Linked DNA regions of Gossypium arboreum: region 1 is linked to region 2. A link is a contact called in public Hi-C data. All regions are on one chromosome and are shown on one strand. The core of a region is the stretch at or near the end of the contact, and the rest is flanking DNA. Distances in the headings are between cores, read along the strand shown. Region 1 holds the start of LOC108480959 (60S ribosomal protein L27a-3-like). Region 2 holds the start of LOC108470515 (ARM REPEAT PROTEIN INTERACTING WITH ABF2).

Region 1 (3,801 bases), core at 416-2,915, 810 kb before region 2:
TAGACATGGACTTACGTTGAATACTTATAGCCCCGAGTGCAATGGCTTGTTGTATGTGATGTATGCCATTAAGGTTTTCCTGCATAGTTTGAAGCGATTCAAAACTTTGGCATGGAAATTTATGATGATGAATCTTATGGGGGGACTAGCGATAGCTTTCTTTTGTGTTGGTGAATTTTGGAATAAATTTTACTCGATGCAGTCTGCTGGTACTCACAAGTTACTTGAGTTCAACTCGAAAAAACTTCAAACTTGCTTCGGTAATTATCGAGTTGAGCTCTCCTTGAGCCGACTTTGAGCGTAGTAATACTTGACTCAAACTCGCAAGCCTTATTGAGCTTTTTATAATTTTATATTATTAAATTACGTTATTATCCTTAATATGTATTATTAACCCTAAACTTAATTATTGAGTTGAGCTTGAGCTCGAGTTCAGAAATTAGTAAACGAGCTTAATCAAGCTCGATTATATCTTGAGCCGAGCTTAAGCTTGGCAGTATTTAGGCTTGGCTCGGTTCGATTATGCCCGTAGTTGAGCCATTAATCCCCAATTTCCATGCTGAAACCCATCTTATTAATAGGTGTTGCAGACCAAAATGCAAGTACGAAAAGCATATGTCTTAGCTGCCCTGCTTCATTGACATTAGCAACTTACTAATCTGGGAATGGTGTGTTATGTGTGGTGCCATTGCTTAATGTGGTCGTACGTGTTCAAGAAGTTATGGTAAAGTTCATGGATGTAGAAGGGAAAGAAATAGACATTTATTATGGAACCATAAATTGGTAATTCACTTGGTGACCATCTTATTTTGTAATTGGTATTTTGAGATCTAAACTATCTAGGTTAAAATTATTTTGAAGACGATACTTTGATCGAGTTTTCTTTATTTTCTAGTACTATTACCGTCTACCCGTAAGCATGAGAAATGCATTAAGTGAGTGAGGCATAAGGTTAATTTCTTGCTTGGTACCACAGTGATTTAAGTGTTGATTTGAGGCGAAGCTGAAACAATACATACAGCAGTGAGTGAAGAATAAGATGACTATAAAACAATAACCAAAATTTCCCACTGCAACCACAGTTGTAACTTTGAAATAAAACTGTTGCCAAGAAGGGAAGCAAGGCTGTAGCTTTGAGGTTCAGCAAAGAGAGGGCTTTCATTTTCCTGCTCTTAAATGTACCCCGGAAGTGAGCGTGTTGAAATCCACATGGCTAACGCAACGACGTGTTCGGTTGATTGTCATGGTTCAACTAGCTAAGCTTTTCCGGTATCGCGAGGCAATTTGTAGGCTGCAACGCTACCTTAAAAACTGTGGTTGTTTGTTACAACCCTTTCAACAAAAGCAAATGAAACATGATTTACTGGACTTATCACTAATATTATATTAGTTTACTTAAATTAGTAGTGAACACATTAGCCGAGCAAATGTGAAACTAACCTTAAGGCCCAACCCCAATCAAAATATATCCTATGCTAAATTTATCTATATATTTTCCCAAATATGAAAATAACCTCCTATCAGCAAATTTATAAAAAAAAAAAAAATCACAATTCTAGGATCCAAATGAACCTTTAAGCCCAACGTGATAAGGGCCAACCCCTGTTTAGATCCATCAAATCACAAAGCCCTAAAAGGCAAAACCCCATTGTCCACCACACAATAAAAACTGACAAAACCCTATTTTCATTTTTCTCGTCTATAAGCCGCGCTTCAGAAGTCCCGTTCAATCCAAGTATCTAACAATGACAACCCGTTTCAAGAAGAATCGTAAGAAGCGCGGCCACGTGAGCGCCGGTCATGGCCGTATCGGCAAGCACCGCAAGCACCCTGGGGGTCGAGGAAACGCCGGAGGTATGCACCACCACCGGATCCTCTTCGACAAGTATCACCCTGGGTATTTCGGGAAAGTGGGTATGAGGTACTTCCACAAACTCTGCAACAAGTTTTACTGCCCCATCGTCAACGTCGACAAGCTTTGGTCTCTCGTTCCACAAGACGTGAAGGCAAAGGCCAACAAGGATTCGGCGCCGATGATCGACGTGACCCAGTTCGGGTACTTTAAGGTCTTGGGAAAAGGTGTGCTGCCCCAGAATCAACCGATGGTGGTTAAGGCTAAGTTAGTATCTAAGACTGCTGAGAAGAAGATTAAGGAGGCTGGTGGGGCGGTTGTTCTCACTGCCTAGGTTAGGGTTTTTGCTTTTGGATCTCTTATATTATCATCTAGGACTTAATTTTTTAAATGAGATTTTACCATAACATTCTTAATTTTGCTTCAACAATATATGGTATGGTGTTTATTTACTTGTGTTTTGCTTTGTTGCATTTGCTTGATTTAAGTTAAGATGCGGAAATTCTTGATACTTTACTGAGATTATTATTAGCTTTTCGTGCTATCTCTATCGTCAGACCATTGCACATTCTGTATCAATCCATTCATTCCCAAATTGGCTTAACCTTCCAATGCACTGCCATTCTTTTGTTGTCAACAATGTTTTTCATAATTTCGTCTCTAGATTTTGTGATACATGAGGTAAGTCCTCCTTCGATAGAGTAGTGTTGGAAAATCTCCATCAAGAGTGGTCCCTTTGCTAATCAATGCTGGAAAAAAGATATTGAAATTAAGATTATTATCAAGTGCTTATGTCTGGACTGGAGTAAGCCTTTGGCTCAGTGATTTAAATTCGCAATTATTGTAATTCACGTTCATCATTTTGGTCATTGTCCTTTACAGATGACAATTCGCGATTGCATACCAATTTAAACTTTAAAGGACTAATTATTAATCAAAATTGAACATTTTATTATTTTTTGGGCTTGCGTTCCGACCCAACAACGTCCTAAGTTGTCCCCTCCAGGTCGACTCAGCCGCTGCTTCCCCACTCTGCTCAACCGTTTGCATCATAAAGAAACGAAGTAGAATGATGGTTGCTCAACAAATAAGTATAAACATCTATTCTTCTTTTGTCTCTGAAAATTTTGAAAGGCAGACTATCGATGCAACAGCAAATTTTTGAACCCTCCACTAAAATAAAACAAAAGTGTTGATTAAGCAGAGAAAAAGCACATATACACATGAGAACTTTTGTACCAAATGTGGCTTCGTTTGAATCTGATCGTTAAATTCACAGGTGGTTTATGCCTGTAAACATCGGCCTCACCTTTCTGGTTGGAATAATTCTTGGGTGGATCGTGGTTAAGATACTGAAACCAAAACCCTATCTGGAGGGTCTTATCATTGCTACATGTTCATCTGGTAAGGTTGACGCACACACCTTTAGTTTTGTTAAAGCCCCCTTCAAGTAACTATGTATTTAAAAAATAAATTCTTGTTGAATTAGGGAACTTTTGAAATCTTCTCCTGCAATCTGTAATGGGGATGGAAGCTCGTTTGGGGATAGTAATGTTTGCAGCACAGTTGCATCTTTTTCAATGGCGGTAATGTGATATCATATTTCAAGCTTTTTTTTTTATGTACAGTAAGCGTTGGGTTGCAGGAATTAGTTGTTTACTCATTACAAAGTAATAAAATGTTTAATTTTGGTTATATTTTAGTACTTTAAAGTTTAAAGTGGTAAGCAACGGTAAATTGTGTCATGTGGTATCTACATATAAAAAAAATCATTTCATATTTTTATTAGAATTTTTAATGGAAATGATCAAAATGGATGCCTAAATGATAAATTTTTATTTAAATATATTTAATAATTGAGTGACTATATATATAACCAATCTCATAATAAAACATAAAAAATAATTTCAATTGTAAAAAGCTATTTTAATGATTTTAAAGGTTTACAA
Region 2 (3,990 bases), core at 1,225-3,724:
GAATTTGTTCAAAAAATATTCATTAATCAATGAAGTTTACAAGAAAGAATATATAACCAACTATGGCTAGCTAACTAGCATTCTAACTGAAACAGTAACAAATTAACCAACTATGACTATAATTAATTACGTAATACAATATGTAAAACACAATATGAACACAAACACAAGATGTACAAAATCACATTAGCAACCATAATTTTTAATCTATATTCAATAAATACAATATTATACAAACAATCAGTCCTAATTTCTTCAAGAATTTGTATTGATATTCTCTAAAAATATATAAATCAATTAAAATATTAGTAATCTTATACAAAATGATTATCCCAAAATTATTCCATAAAAAAACTTAATCTTGCATAAAAATTCTAATTTATCACAAGTAAAGCCACAATTTTAATTTTTTTAGAGATGAATCAATAAGGCTTGAACAAAAAAAGCATTGTTATCAAATTAGAAAACCTACTTAAAAAGTATTGAAAGATTGAAAATTTATGAAAAAAATTATTAATATTGAAAGAAAATAAAAAGATTAAAGATTTGTGGACGTTAGTGAGTGTCAAGTATTGTTATTGGGTTAATAACTTAATTTATTACTTATATTATTTTTTATAAAGTATTTTTTAAAAATTATGAAATTAATTGACCTCACAATTACGAGTGGCTCCACCATTGTAGAGAAAAATAAACTTGGGTTTATATAGAAAGAATATTAGGAATGTAAAAGAAAGAAAGAAAAGGGCAGATTTCATGATTTAATATGAATTAAAATTTAAAATGATGGGTAAAATATATAAAAATTTAAATATGAATTGAACTTGTTCACTCCATTTTTAGATTAATAGATCAAATCAAGATTCAGTGTAATATTTCGGTGAAATGTATTTCATTAATTAATAGTACAGAAGATAAATTTCATTAAGTTTCAATTTTCTTAAATTATGCCCTTTTTTTTTGTGGGGGGTTTAAATAAAAATAAATAAGTTAACTAATGAGTATTGAGCTAGGTATATTGGGAAATTAAACATAATAAATATACTTTTATAGAGAAAATAATACTTTTACATGAGAAAAATTTTAAAATTTTATTTTAAAATACTATGAGAGTAAACTTGAGATTTTAAATGCCCAAAACCCAAGGACATTTTGGATACAAATCATTTTCATTTGCAAATTACTTAGCTTTAGCTATAAAAAAAAGGGACAAGAAGAATAATAACTTGAATTCAATCGACCATTATCTAGCCTAGCTTAAATAAGTGGACCCATATTGCAGTTAGTATTGGAAAGTTAATTTTAACTCAAAAAGCATAAATAATCCAACTTGAAATCAAACATGAGAATTGAGTTTTTTTTTTTTTCGCATAATCAACAAGCCTAATTAAGCAAAGTTAGTAGTTTAATCTTAGTCTCGAATTGAGCTTGAGATTTAAGTGAAACTCGATCAAGTTTGAACTAGCCAAACTTCAACCCTTGAATATCTAGTAGAACTTGAGCTTCTTATTGTTCGAGCTTGGGTTAGCTCAATGACACCCCAATCACTAATAACTAGAAAAAACTATAATACTAAATATATACTCATTTGTAAGATATTGTTCGTATTAATTCATTAAGCTTTATAATTTGTTTTACAAATTGAATAGGATGTGAACGCATAATTGATGAGAAATTGATAGATTTTAATAGAAGTTTGATGAAGGTTTTATATTAAGACTTAAATTACATTTTTCTTTTCTATTAAAAATAGATAAATTAGTCTATATACATTATATTAAAAAGTAAACTAATCCTTTTATTATAAATTCTATTCATTTTACTGTTAAAAATTGGTTCTTATACATTAGCATAAGATAAACGTGACATGTCACATGTCATTGTCAAGTTATTTCGTCAGTTATTTTAATTTTTAATAACACAAATAAATGATTTTTTTAACAAAAAGAATAAATTTATCTAATTTTTAAATAAAAAAAACTAAAATATAATCTAACTTTAACCACAAACAACTCCATACTACTTTATCCACCATGAATGCATGCGAGGAAATGTATACAGAGTAGTGATACGAAGCTGAAAGAAAATGACATGACAACGAACTCTATCCAAGACATTATAATTGCTAAGCCTTTGAATTGATATGTTCAAAAGGGAGTTCAGGAGTGAGCAATATTATTTTCATCAAAGATCAAATAATTGAGTAAGCATCAACATTTCTATTTTACTGTTAAAGGATCATAATGTAGTTTGAACCTCTGAATAATAATAATGATAGTTCTTGTCTGAGTATATTGGCGGTCGTAAAAATTATCACTCCATTTTTTCCCTTAAAAATGCTGTTGGAATTATTTTATTAATTGCAGAAGATTGCTCAATAGATTTCATCATCAAATAATTTGATGGGGTGTTGGGGTGCTTAGACAAGGAATGTCTGAGTCAATTGTTAGAAGACTACTTAATAAAATAGTAGATGCCATCTATCTTAAATGTATTGGGAAGAAAAGAAGTTAAACACAGAAAATAGAACACAAATTGCGTGGTCAACAATTCAGAAGTAAGTCTTCTTCGAAAATTTCATCACTCTGTTTATCTTTTCTATAACATCATCGGGTCAACCGCTAAGGGTTTTTTTCTTTCTTTCCAGTCTCATAATTCTTTTATATAATTACAGGATATGTTTTTGTCTATATGGGATAAAAAATCTTACAGTTGTATTAATTATCAGAATATGTGTTGAGTTGCAGTATGAATTAAGATGGTGCGAAAGTAATTGGAAAATTAAAGTAATATAAAATGAGGTAAATTAAAAATAGATGGAAAAGTATGCTTTGACCGGAAACCAGTAAAAGAAAATGAAAAGGAAAGAAGGAATAATTTTCAAGTGATGCTTCGGAGCAAGTGCTTTTCACCTTCCTATTACGAAATGTAAGAAGCTTAATCAATTGACTCCTCCTCATCTTCTTTTGGTGCATTTTAATTTGTTATTATTATCATTTACTACTATCGTTGTTTTTTCCATTCACGCGCTGCGTGGAAAGTGGGATACCAATAATGGTGTAAAAAAAAAACACAGCACAATTCCCTAGAAGAGCAGAGGACTTCCTAAAAGAAACGTCAGTAGCAGCTAGCTAAGCTGATTGATTTTCTACTTCTTGACTCGCCCTGGACTCACCTAACGTATTAACTTATTGAGTTGATGATGGGATCGGCGGAGGAGAAAAGAATCGAGGATGAGCTGTCGTATCCGATTATGCTAGCTGAGCGAGTTCGGGCGGCGGCGGACGAGGCGGAGTCGTTTAAAGTTGATTGTGGGGAGGTGGGGAAGCTAGTAGATCGGCTTTCCCAAATGCTTCGAACCCTGGTCCGCTCCACCACCTCGGTTCAATCCCTCTACGAACGCCCGATTCGCCGGGTAGTCTCCGAAGTCTCCAAGAATCTAGAGCGAGCCCTCACCTTAGTCCGAAAGTGCAAGAGGCAGAGCATCTTGCGTCGAGTCGTGAGGATCACGAGTGCCACCGATTTCCGCAAAGTGTTGAACCTTCTGGACGCTTCCATCGGCGACATGAAGTGGCTCATGGGAGTCCTCGACACCGAGAACAACGGGACTGCCAGCGGAATCTTCCTTTCCCTTCCCCCGATCGCCAGCAACGACCCGATTATTTCCTGGGTTTGGTCTTACATCGCCACCGTCCAAATGGGCCAATTAACCGATCGAATTGAAGCCGCTAATAACCTCGCTTCTCTCGCTCGAGACAACGACCGAAACAAAAAGATAACCGTCGAAGAAGGCGGCATCCCTCCTTTGTTAAAGCTTCTCAAAGAAAGCTCCTCAGCGGATGCCCAAATCGCAGCGGCTAATGCGCTTCTTGTTTTAGCAAACGAGCAGGAAAGAGTTAGGAGTATTGTCGATGAAATGGGGGTTCCAATTGTGGTTCAAGTGTTGGGAGATTCCCTTATGAAGGTTCAAATTCCGGTAGCAAAACTAGT

The links. A called contact is a pair of places that touch in the nucleus more often than the background predicts.
Region 1: a contact with region 2 is called in a Hi-C map of leaf, with 5 times the contacts expected there. The contact joins the promoter of LOC108480959 here to the promoter of LOC108470515 in region 2. A contact is called at or near these places in 2 of 5 Hi-C or Micro-C datasets (both in leaf).

Annotation. Positions count from the first base shown.
Region 1 is chr3:17,133,586-17,137,386 of ASM2569848v2, reverse strand. LOC108480959 (60S ribosomal protein L27a-3-like) reads left to right here and starts at 1,665. Exons shown (of 1, transcript XM_017784121.2): 1 at 1,665-2,304. The coding sequence starts at 1,746. The coding sequence ends at 2,186. LOC108488146 (a long non-coding RNA gene) reads left to right here and starts at 2,614. Exons shown (of 2, transcript XR_001871724.2): 1 at 2,614-3,256; 2 at 3,342-3,665.
Region 2 is chr3:16,325,290-16,329,279 of ASM2569848v2, reverse strand. It overlaps LOC108470515 (ARM REPEAT PROTEIN INTERACTING WITH ABF2), which reads left to right and starts at 2,474. Exons shown (of 1, transcript XM_017771860.2): 1 at 2,474-3,990. The coding sequence starts at 3,200.